Regions from separate parts of the Mus musculus genome. Here region 2 is linked to region 1. A link is a contact called in public promoter capture Hi-C data. All regions are on one chromosome and are shown on one strand. Each heading gives the region's core, a stretch centred on a gene start, on an enhancer-like site or on the middle of the called end of the contact. The rest is flanking DNA. Distances are from core to core; before and after follow the strand shown.

What was found. Promoter capture Hi-C pulls out the DNA fragments that hold promoters and counts their contacts.
Region 2: a promoter capture Hi-C map of pre-B cells shows a contact between it and region 1, with 4 times the contacts expected there. The contact joins the promoter of Psmd13 here to the promoter of Ppp2r2d in region 1. A contact is called at or near these places in 2 of 39 promoter capture datasets (liver and pre-B cells), 1 of 484 Hi-C or Micro-C datasets (B cells) and 1 of 115 datasets of contacts at active chromatin or transcription factors (embryonic stem cells).

Annotation. Positions count from the first base shown.
Region 1 is chr7:138,844,193-138,850,108 of GRCm38.p6, forward strand. It overlaps Ppp2r2d (protein phosphatase 2, regulatory subunit B, delta), which reads left to right and starts at 2,194. Exons shown (of 9, transcript NM_026391.2): 1 at 2,194-2,323; 2 at 2,420-2,512. The coding sequence starts at 2,317. Mapk1ip1 (mitogen-activated protein kinase 1 interacting protein 1) reads right to left here and starts at 2,075. Exons shown (of 2, transcript NM_001045483.1): 1 at 1,765-2,075.
Region 2 is chr7:140,880,212-140,886,127 of GRCm38.p6, forward strand. It overlaps Psmd13 (proteasome (prosome, macropain) 26S subunit, non-ATPase, 13), which reads left to right and starts at 2,183. Exons shown (of 13, transcript NM_011875.4): 1 at 2,183-2,355; 2 at 3,289-3,367. The coding sequence starts at 2,261. Sirt3 (sirtuin 3) reads right to left here and starts at 1,658. Exons shown (of 7, transcript NM_001127351.1): 1 at 1,552-1,658.

The DNA of each region.
Region 1 (5,916 bases), core at 944-3,443:
TTTGGCCTATGCTGGCTCATTTCATGTCAACTTGACAGGGTGGGGTCATCTGAGAGGAGGGTACCTCAATGGAGAAAATGCCTCCCTCAGATCTACCTGAGGGCAAACCTGTTATTTTCTTAATTGGTAATTGATGGGGAGGAGTCCAGCCTATTATGGGTGGAGCCACCTCTGTCCCGGTGGTTCTGGGATCTGTAAGAAAGCAGGATGAGCAAGCCATGAGGAGCCAGCCAGTAAGCAGCACACTTCCATGACCTGCATCAGCTCCTGCTTCCAGGATCCTGCCATGATGTCCTTCAGTGATGGACTATAATGTGGAAGTGTAAGCCAAATATACTGCCTGCCACTAATTATTAAGGCAGCTACTTACAGTTCTGTCCATTCGGTCTGTCATTCTTCATTAAGAAGCACCCCAGTACACACAGACACACATGTGACAGTGCTGTCTAGCTACATAACTTAAACATGCAGCTACAATTAGGCAGATAGGAATATCGAGATCACTTGGCATTACTTGAGATACCCATGCCTACATGGAGTCTGGATAAACTTAAGTTAAACCCCAGTTCTGCAAGCAGTCTCAGAATGCTTCTTCCCAGGCTTGGAATTCCGTCCTCAGGCTCCTCCCAAAACGTCCTCCCAGAACTATACATATGCTCTTAACTCTCCTGATGCTCTGGAGTGTCATCTGGGTGACATTCCTATATCCTCACTACTCCATGTCTCTTATTCTTCTCCATTACTCTCATACACCCAGACACATGCAGCTCATTTTATCCTCCTACTTAACTCAGAGACAGTTCTTTCAGAAACAACCCTGAGTGCTGCTACTGATGGAAGGCCCTATTTCTTCATGACTTTCTCCAGCTCTTGGCCATAGCCAGCCCTCTCATCAGAGTTCACCCCCTGAAAACAGCTTCCTGCTCTGTCCCGGACCACCTTGCCTCCACTGCTATGACTAGCCTTCCTTGGCCACTTCTGTTCTCCCCACAGCTTCTTGCTGCCCTTTAAACACATTAGCAAGCTTAGGTGTGCTCCGTGCTTGTAAACCCAGCGCCAACGAGGTGGAACCAGACGTATTTCAATTTAGAGACCAGCCTCATGTTACATGGCAAGACCCTAATCAAAGTGTGTGTGTGCAATTGAATTAAAAATAAAACATCGGAAAGAAAAGGTCAGGGTGGCCCAGCCTGTGCACTAGCTGTTCTCATTTCTAGCAGCCGCCCAAGACGTCAGCCTGAGATTCTTTCTTATCTCCTCTAATTGCTCTCCTAAAGATACCAACTGCTCCAATCTCCTTCCCCTGCTTCTGTGTTGTATTTAACTCTAGTCCACTTAACTTTCCCCAGGTTTTTCTTATTGTCTCTTCTCCGCTGAAGAGTAAACTCCACCAGGACAGACACATCACCTCTACACAAGCAGCATCCCAGCCAAGACTGAGAATAGAAAAAGCACTTGCTAAAAGGCAAAACATTTTTGAAGTGGAGAATGCTCTGGTTTGGAACAACTGCCCTCTAGTGGTGCAGTACGCTCACTGCCAACTTCATAGTGATTTCGGATAAGTCAAGCCCACGAACAAATAATTCCTCTTCATGCTAGAAAAACACACCCACAAATAAAGCAAATGTCGAGAACGGTTCCCTAGGGGCTATACTGAGAGCTCAAAGAATCCCTGAAGTAGCACTCTGATGAGATCAGTGCTCAGAAGCTACGATCAAAGATTCTGGGGGCAAGAGAGCCTGGATGATGGGCAAAATTACGCACGCAGGTGCTGGGTTCCAGGTGCTCCGGGGATCAGAGGCCCCGCCTGCCCACGGCCGAGCGCTCTCTATTGGCAGATCCACGGAGGTTCCGCGTTCCCGTTGGCTCAGCTGTAGGAAAGGCCCAGGCCTTCGAGCATCCAGTCCAGCCGGCCGCAGAAGAAAGTCTGAGGCCTTAAGAACGTAGAGGGCGTCGCGTCCTAGCCTTGACACGACTCGAGAAGGCCGCCTCTATCTGCCAGCGGACTAGTCCAAGACACTCCTCTCCTTGGACCGCAGCGGCTACGTAGGTCCAACCTCAAGACAGCTCGCGCAGACGCAGTCGGCGCACGGTGCGCCCCCGGCAGCCCCCGCGGCACTGACCGTCGGAGGAGGCGGAGGGGGATGACGTCATCCGGCGGGGCGACGGGCATTGGGCGCCATTTTGAAAAGGGGAAAAAATTCCCTCCCCGGCGGCGGCGACGGTGGCGGCAGCGGCGGCGGCGGTGGCGGCCGGGGCTGAGCGCTCGGAGCGCCTCGGTCGGCCGCGCTCGGCTGGGCGCGTCCCGCCCGCGCCATGGCAGGTGAGGGCCGTGCGCGAGCGAGCGAGCGGGGCGGGCGGGCGGACTGGACGGTGGTGGGGCGGGGCGGGGCCGGCCTGACGGCGCGCTCTGTTGCAGGAGCTGGAGGCGGCGGCTGCCCGGCGGGCGGCAACGACTTCCAGTGGTGCTTCTCGCAGGTGAAGGGCGCTGTCGACGAGGACGTGGCGGAAGGTGAGGCCCGACCGACACCCCACCCCAACCCCCGAGCCCCGCAAGGTCATGCTCGCTCAGCCGCCGGTCCGGACGCGGCCGCCTTTGCCCGCCTGACCGGCGTTGTCCCGGGAGACCCTCGGCCGGCCAGCGGCTGAAGAGAGGGAGGGGTGTCCGTAGGGAGACGGCTGCGGACGCGGGGCTGGGGAGAGACTGCGGCTGAGTCCCGCTTCGGGGATCTGTTGGGGAGACGGCGGTGGACGCTAGCCTTGGGAGGCTATGGGGATGATGGCCATGACGCCGGCCTCAGGGGTCGGTGGGCACAGATGGCCATGGAGGCCAGCCTCGGGAGGCTATGGGGAGACGACCGTGGACGCCGGCCTCGAGGGTCTGTAAGAAGGTAAGGCCGGGGCAGAGGTATCGAGCCATGTAAGGAAGATGCGGCCACAGGTCTTTGGAGTCTGGGGTGTATAACGATCTTAAATGCATGTCTCACTAGCGTCTGTACGGAGTGAAGAAAAAGGACTGTAGACACTAGGCAGCGACCCCGGGATTCCGCTAGGAGTTGGTACCACGGGGTGAGGTGAGGTCCATTTTTGTGAAAGGAGAGAGATAGGGGGGCATGGCAGTTGATCTTGAGGCCCTGTGGGGTAAATCAGGTCCCAGACACTAATGTGGGAGCCCATGCAATATAAAGGGTCTTTCATCTATCTCCCTGGCACCCGTATAAGGTGGAAGGAGAACCATGCAGGGTTATCAGTCTCCGGGGGCCCATGCTGGACTGGACTCAGGACGGGATGGAGCACCGAGTGCTCTGGATACCCTGTTTGTGGTCGTAGGTGTGCTAGTCTGTCCAGTCCAATCTCTGGCCAGGTAGACGTCGGTCAGCCCTGGATCTCCACCTCTTGTTGTTGAGCAAGAGGAACTTATTTGTCATGGGGTCTCCTGAAGCGCTACAGTAGTGGCGGTTTTCTTTTTTTAACTGAGTAGTGTTTTCTCTTCCCACACTGCTCTTTAAAGTCACTTCTCCAGACTTTGTTTTTTGATGTTGTCCCATCCAGCCAAGTCCTGGGATTTCAAACACACACTGTGTGTGTGTGTGTGTGTGTGTGTGTGTGTGTGTGTGTGTGTGTGTGTGTGGTGAGCATAGGCCTGCCTGTTCGTGCTCCTGCACGTGTGGAGGTTAGAGGACAACTTAGCAGAGTTGGTTCTTTTTACCACGTGAGTCCCAGGGATGGCCATCAGGCTTGACAGCGAATGGCTTTACCTGCTAAGCAGTCTCATCCACCCACTTACAGTTTATTTTTGTTTTTTGAAACAGAATTTCATGTACCTCAGATTGGCCTCAAACTCCCTATATAGCTGAGGCTGGCATTGAACTGTTTGTTTCTGAGACAGGATTTTTCTGTAGAACAGCCCTGGTTTTGTGCACCAGGCTGACCTCCGGGGTTAAAGGCATAAACTGCTGTGCCCAACTTTGGCCTTGAATTCTTGATCCTGCTGCTTCTACTTCCCAAATTCTGAAATTATTGGCAAGCATTGCAATCAAAGCCCAGCTTTCCATAAAACTGTTCCTTATCCTCAAAGCTTCAGTCTGCTGCCTTCTTTCCCCTGATCACAGTTTAAATGTGCCATCATTGTAGGTAGACAGGGAAGTAGGAGAGCGTGAAGACTGTGGGATTTATTCTTAGAGATTTGACATTAGCATTTTATATTAGACTCAAAGCAACTCGTTCAGTGTCTAATAAACCATGGGCTTTCACTTTCTTTTAAAGACGTCTGTTCACTCCACCCACACTCCTCACTAGCAGGCGCTCCTCAGATGTCCTGTCCTGCTTCTTGTTTGCTCCTCCACCCTGTCTCTTCTGGAAGTGTCTGGCTTGACTCATGACCATTGAGAACATCTGGAGGCCTGTGGTCCCAGGGACAAGACCGGAACAGGTCATCTTGGCCTGTGAAACTGCTCTCCAAAAGTTGCAGAGGTGAATGGTTTCAGATTGAAGTCAGGTGACTTTTATGTGGCATAGTTTATTGATTTTGTTTCTTCTGTATTGGCATAAAATGTATTACTGTGTTTCATTTTTCTTGTGCCAGGTAGGTGACAGGTCAGCCTTATTCCTGTGATTCATCCTACTTGTGATAGCAGTGTAGGAAGATTAGGCTGCCTTAATTTTGAGTTTCTATGTGGTTTGGTTTGGTTTTTATTGATCAGTTAAATGAATTTAAACCGACTTTATACTTTGGAAAATACCATTCTTTCCCTTAAAAACCACAACAGAAGTATTTTGTTGCTTGTGTTAAACTGATTAGAACTTTTTGTGGGTTTTTTTTTGTTGTTGTTGTTATTGTATTGTTTTGTTTTACCTGTTTTTGTTTTGTTTTGTTTCAAGATAGGGTTTCTCTGTGTAGCCCTGGCTCTGTAGACCAGGCTGGCCTTGAACTCAGAGATCCTGCCTGCCTCTGCCTTCCTGAGTGCTGGGATTAAAGGCATGTGCCACCACTGCCCAAGCTTTTTGTGGGTTGTTTTTTTTTGGGGGGGGGGGGGGTTTGGTTTTTCGAGACAGGGTTTCTCTGTGTAGTCCTGGCTGTCCTGGAACTCACTCTGTAGACCAGGCTGTCCTGGAACTCAGAAATCCCCCTACCTCTGCCTCCCACCTCCCAAGTGCTAGGATTAAAGGCGTGCGCCACCACCGCACCGGCTCTTTTTGTGGTTTTTTTAAACCTTTTTTAAGTAAAACTTTCAGTGCATTTAAAATTTTAATTTGCAAGTCTTTTGTATGTATGTGTGTGTATAATATTATTAAAATTTTAATTTGCAAGTCTTTTGTATGTATGTGTGTGTGTATAATATCATGCGATTACCTGTATTTTTCTTTTTAATTGTATGCGTTCACCGCTTTCTGTTACTTCTTAATCCATCTTTTTGTCAGCTAGACAGAGCTTTGATATTGTTGGATTTATCAGTGATGGTTGAAAAGGGCAAAGGCAGTCATTGGCAGCTAGGACTTGTACCAACAAGAGTCACGACCCAATCTTATCCAAACTCAAGCTTGAAGAAGGAATGTTGGGGAGAGATAATTAGGAGGTGGCATTTCAAGGGGTTTATTTCGTGTGCTGATGTTTGGATTTGAGGTCTTAAGGTATGGCAAAATGTATGTGTTGAAACTTGTAGCTTGTGAGGCTTTATGTTCAGCTCTGCAAAATTCCATGAAGCCCTGCCCCTGTTTTGTCTTTCTGCAGTCCTGGGCATAAGCAGTCAGATGTGCCCTAGACATTAAGTCTGAGGTCTTTTGACCTAGCAAGCAGTACTCAGAGAGTCTAGGGGACAGAGGGCAGGGTGGAGATAGGCTGGCCAGGCGGAGCAGGATGGCTCTGTTTGAGTTTCGTGTTTTTAATCTAATAACCCCCACCCCCACCCCCATACA
Region 2 (5,916 bases), core at 933-3,432, 2.0 Mb after region 1:
CCACAAGTTAGAGTGTCTTTTCTGATCCCTGCTTTATCCTCAGCACTCACGAGTATGGTAGAGAAAATGCTCTGTAACCGTAGCCTAAATGAACAACTCTTTATTGAAAAGAATAAAATGTTGTCACCCACATCAAGTGACTATACCATTGTCTACCCAAATATTCTTCCATTACATTTCTTTGCTAACGACTGTGGGCCCTAAAACTGTAAGGACTCCAGGCTGGGTGTGTAGTTCAGTGGTGCCATGTTAGCCTATCAGACAATTGCAAAGCCTGAGTTTGTTACTCAGCACAGACAAAAAAAAAAAGTCCAAATTTGTACATTATATTGATAAATTGTCTTGCGTCATTTGAGCTCACTGAGAAGATGGCTTTGGAAACAAGGCCGACAACCCCTTCCCTCATGCCAGACCCATGTTTGTCTCAAAGTCCAAAGTCTGGAGGGCTGGCTCCCCTAACTATGTAAAAGGACAGAGAGAGAACAGCAAAACAGCCCAAGAGTGAAAACACTTGTGCCCTTGAGAACAGAAGGGAAACGGTTTCCAGTGGAAGTCACTATAGTTTATCCCAGTATAGGAAAGTATCTGCAAGAAAAAGAATGTGCCCTCCAGTAGGAAGGAAATCCCGCAGCTCAGACAGAGGGACAGCCCACCTGGGAGCTCCAAATGACTATCTCAACTTTCTCTGCCAGTTTCTGTTAGATGTAGCAAGTGTCCAATTTGATATTACTTCCATCTGTTGCTTTACTAAAAACCTCACTGAAAGGGTCACTCTGTTCTGGCAAGGACTCTTTACTGGGAGTTCCACCGAGCTACCTTAAAGATAGCCAATAGACGTCTGCTGACTTTTTTTTTTTTTTTTGAATATGCAGTGTGATGATTTCTCTCTAACTTAATATACTCACTTATTTCAAACTGAAAATATCCCTATTATTGATCACTCTCAGGACTCTATGAGACATGTTACTATTTTGCAGACAGTATGACTGTTGGTAAAAATTTTTAGTTTCACAACCTTTATGGGGGACAATTAAAACACAAGTAACAGCTGGATGTGGTGGCATGTGACTGTAGTCTCCGACGCTTGGAGGGAGGTGGAAGCAAGGTGGATCCGGAGTTCAAGGTCATCCTCCTTCACACAGCCAGCTGAAGGCCAGTTTGAACAAGAGACCAGTCTCAAAATAATACAAACCACGTAACCTTACCCAAGGCTGTCTACTGAGAATTTGTGGTCCAAATGGGGTGCAAACACGTTTATTTATCACGTTATTTGTAATAATTCAAGATTAGAAAGTATTCAATAAGGAAATGGTGATATAAATTATAAGACATCCATACAACGAACTTCTATAAAATATTTCAAAGACTGTGCTGCAATAGTTACATAGAAAAACACCTTTAAGGAGAAGGTAGTGATGGCCGGTCAGCAAAACCTTGTAGAAGGGCGCGCCTGCCGGGTCCTTACTCCCACAATTGCTTCCAGCTACCCGCCCCTAAAACGCCGCTGATAGCCTATCTGCGAGATCCCGTGTCTCCCCTGCCGTGGCTCACCTCCCGGACCCCACAGTCTGAGCGCGGCCAATGCCAGTCGACCGCTTAGCGCCATGATGCTCTGCAGGACGACGGCGCCTAGAGGGTCAAGCGCCATCCGAATCCCCGCCCCCGTGAGCCAAGCCCCGCCCTCTCGGCACTCTTACTCCCGCCCCCCCTCTGGCCAAGTGCCGCCCTCCGGCGCCTTCCCTCGGCCGAGCCCAGCCCAGCCCCCGCACGATAACCCGAAGTGTGGAAGGCTGTGTTTATGCCTGGTGCTGGCAGCTTCTCCCTCTGTGGGACTCTGACTTATTGGTTGGGAAGCCAAACCGGGAGATTTCATCGTTTTACGCCGCTCTCGACCTCCTTGAGTAGGCGGGTGATAACTAATGCTCTCTGAGCGATTTGCATCACACCTAGTCCTCGCCAAACGCCATCCGGTTTCAGAGGACCCAAGTCTGCAGGCTTGAGGCTACGTGACCAGTCAGTGGCTAGCTGTCCCCAGGCACCTCTACTCTTTAATGCCTCAAGGGCAGGGCCAGAAACCCGGGAGAAGTTTAGCGGAAGTCAAGAACGCGGTTACCTTGACGACCGCAACCCGTGAGGCTAGTGGGACGCTCCCAGCATGCCCCGCGCGCCCGCGGTGCCGGAAGTGAGCGAGCACTTCCGTGCGCCATCCCTGCCGGTTCTGACTGCTTAGTGCTTGTGTTGTTCCCAGCTCTCTGCAATCATGAAGGATGTGCCGGCCTTCTTACAGCAGAGTCAGAGCTCCGGGCCGGGCCAGGCTGCCGTTTGGCACCGTTTGGAAGAGCTGTACACGAAGAAGTGAGCTCCGAGGCTGGGGCGGGAGGGAGAGGACTGTGGGAGGGCCAGGGGCTCTGATCAGTCCGGAGGGTCAGGGATGTGGAGGAAAGGGGTCGAGATAGCCTTAGGAGCAGAGCTGTTAACAGGGTTCTGTATCTAGACTCCCTGCGTTCCAGCCTTACCAGCTTTGATAAGAACAATTACGAATTGCTGACTTTGATATAAGAATTTGCCTATGAAAAAACACCTCTTCCTCAGAACCTTTCCACATGACAATGTCCAGCAGTTAAAACTCTTAGTGATTTCAAGAGAAATTTTTCAGTGTTTAGTATGTACCTGCCTATATATGGTGTAACATTTTGTGTTTTTCAAAACACTTTTATCTCTATTATTAAATATTATCCTTTAGTCTTGGTATGAAGTATGCTATTTCGGTGTCCTAAAGGTTCATATATTGGCTTTTTTAAAGTATTGGCTTATTTCATCCTTCCTATTGACAGATAAGATTGAATATCAGTTTTCTATTCTGTGAGGTATTCAGCTAATAAGTAAGAGAGAATGGAGTTCAAAATATAGCTGTAGAATTCTAAAGTCACAACCAATGCCTTCAAGGCTGAAGGCATCCGTTTCTTCACATTAGGATGTGGGGCTGAGGGCTTTTTGTTTTGTAGGTTGTGGCATTGGAATTCCAGTTGACACTCAGAGTGGGAGTTGACGCTGTCTCAAAAAGTGTTCTCCAGTGTTACCTAAGAAAACTGAGTCTTGAAAGGATAAGTGACTAGGGGGTGCAAGCAAAGTCAGTCCAGAAATAGGCTTGAATTGGCTGGCGCTTGCTTTAACTCCTGGCTGTGCAGTGGGACCTGGGAAATACTTGGTGTTTGATGGGACCGTCAAGGCTGAAGGCATCCTTTTCTTCACATTAGGATGTGGGACTGAGGGCTTTTTGTTTTGTAGGTTGTGGCATCAGCTGACACTTGAGGTGCTTGATTTTGTGCAGGACCCATGCTTTGCCCAAGGAGATGGTCTCATTAAGGTAATGACTTACCAGACAGCTCAGACGATGTTGAATATAATTACAAACTATTATTATTCATTTTTATTTACTTTTAACGTGTGTGCGCCCAAGGATGCCAGAAGAGATCTCCTGGAACTGGAGTTGCAGGCAGTTGTAAGCCAACTGGTGTAGGTGCTAGGAACCCAGTTTGAGTCTTCAAAATGCTCTTAAACTATCACTGAGCCACGTCTCCAGACAATTTTTGCTTGCTTGGTTGGTTGGTTGGTTGGTTTGTTTGAGATTAGCTGTGGCTGTATAGCTCTGACTGGCCTGGAACTTGCTCTGTAGACCAGACCGGGATTGGATTCACAGTCCACCAGTGGTTAGCCTCCTCCAAGTGCTGTCATTAAATATATGCAGTGTCAGGCCCAACTCTGCTCATGGACATTTAAAGACAAGAGTGGGGGGAAGGGGCGGCATTATGGTGGTCACACTAAGCTGCATCTTTTAGCAATCACTTTGTGCCACGGACTGCTGTAAGCACTGGGCCCTCATGACAGCACTGAGAAAGTCTCTCTCTTTCTCATATGTAATAGCAGACGTAGATAAGTCACCATAGCTTACAGCTAATAAATCCCAACACTGAAACAGACTTTCTGGTTTTTACAAGTTTAGACTAGAGCTGGGAAAATGGCTCACTGGAAGTATGTGCTTCCATCCACAGGCCCTATGCATGCACCTCACGAGACAGCACCAAAAGGGGCCAATGGCACACCTGCAATCCCAGCACTTAGAAACTTGAATCTGGAAGATGGTTAGTTAAAGACTAACCTGGGTTACACAGCAAGACTGCTAGGGAGAGGGACGGTTTAAAGGGCTCTCCTCACTTCCCAGCTCTCCCAGCCCATCCACGCACAAGGGTTCCACTTGCCCAGAGATTTCTGGCCAGAGTAGTGTAGAAAAGAGAAGTCCTCTTCATTTGAAGGTGAGAGGGTTGAGGGGACGTGGTACTATGCTATCTCTCTAATGGAGCATTTTTTAAATTTTGTCAGCAGAAAAAAAATAAAAACACACTCTTTCCCATGCTTTGTCAGAGTCCTTAAGGAATACCCAGGAATTTTCTCACCAGAAGCCTTCTTTCTGGAACTTTCTTGTCATCATCTGAATTTGTAAAGAATAATTAGTTTATAATTGTAGCTTTAGTTATTTCTCCTGAATACATTGTGAAGCTTAAATGTTTTTTACTTATCAGTTTGACATTTTACTACTCTTAAGAATTTGCAGTTGTAAGCGGGCAGTGGTGGTACACGCATTTAATCCAATACTCGGGAGGCAGAGGCAGGTGGATTTCTGAGTTCAAGGCCAGCCTGGTCTACAGAGTGAGTTCCAGGATAGCCAGGGCTACACAGAGAAACCCTGTCTCGGAAAAAAAAAAAGGATTTGCAGTTGTTTGTATTCTGTCTTAAGAATTATGTGGGAATGATAAATCACACACTGCATGTTCTATATCATAGTGATATATTTTCATATTCTTTGCTTTCTAATCTTCAGTTGATATGCCCCTCTCCCCATCTTTGTTTCTTTTTGTGATGGTTTTTATTGTATGTAGGAATGGTTTGCCTTCATGGGTATGTGCACCACAAGCATACTTGATGCTCTTGGAGATCAGAAGAGGGCATTCAATCGATCCCCTGGAATAGGTGTTTCAGATGGTTATGAGTCCTCCATCATGTGGGTGATAAGAACTCTGCAATAGCAACAGGTGCTCGTAACCGCTGAGCCACCTCTCCAGCCCGATTCTGTGTTTTTGTTTTTGTTTTTTAAAGATTCATTTATTTATTTTATGTATATGAGTACAGTGTAGCTGTACAGATGGCTGTGAGCCATCATATGGTTGCTGGGAATTGAACTCAGGACCTCTGCTCACTCCGGCCCAAAGATTTATTTATTGTTAATTTTAAGTAAGTACACTATAGCTGACTCAGACACACCAGAAGAGGGCATCAGATTTCATCACAGATGGTTGTGAGCTACCATGTGGTTGCTGGGATCTGAACTCAGGACCTTCGGAAGAGCAGTCAGTGCTCTTAATCACTGAGCCACCTCACCAGCCCTGTTTCTGTGTTTCTTAAATTAAGAATATCAGCATTTGTTTGTTCTGTCTTCTCCAGTAGTGTAGGAGCTTTGGAAGCTCAGCATTTGACACACGTGGTGTGTCCACAGTACTAGCCTAGTGTCTGAAGAAGTACTGCTGTGTGCTGACTGGCTAAGAAACTTGGTAATATGAGCGTTTAGAAGGCCTGTAGCCTTCTGAAATCTGAAGGAACTCTATTTTGTTTGTTTAAGAATATTTCACACTTGTTCAGCTGTACTTGAAGTACCTTGGAGGAAGAATGTAGGAATTAAATATTTAGATTTTTTTTTTAATTTTTTTTAATTGTTTGGTTTTTCAAGACAGTCTCTCTGTGTAACCCTAGGTGACTTGGAACCAGCTCTGTAGAATAGTCTCAAAATCACAGAGATCTGTCTGCTTCTGTCTCCCAAGTTCTGGGACTGAAGGTGTGAGCCACCACACCCAGCTGTGTAGA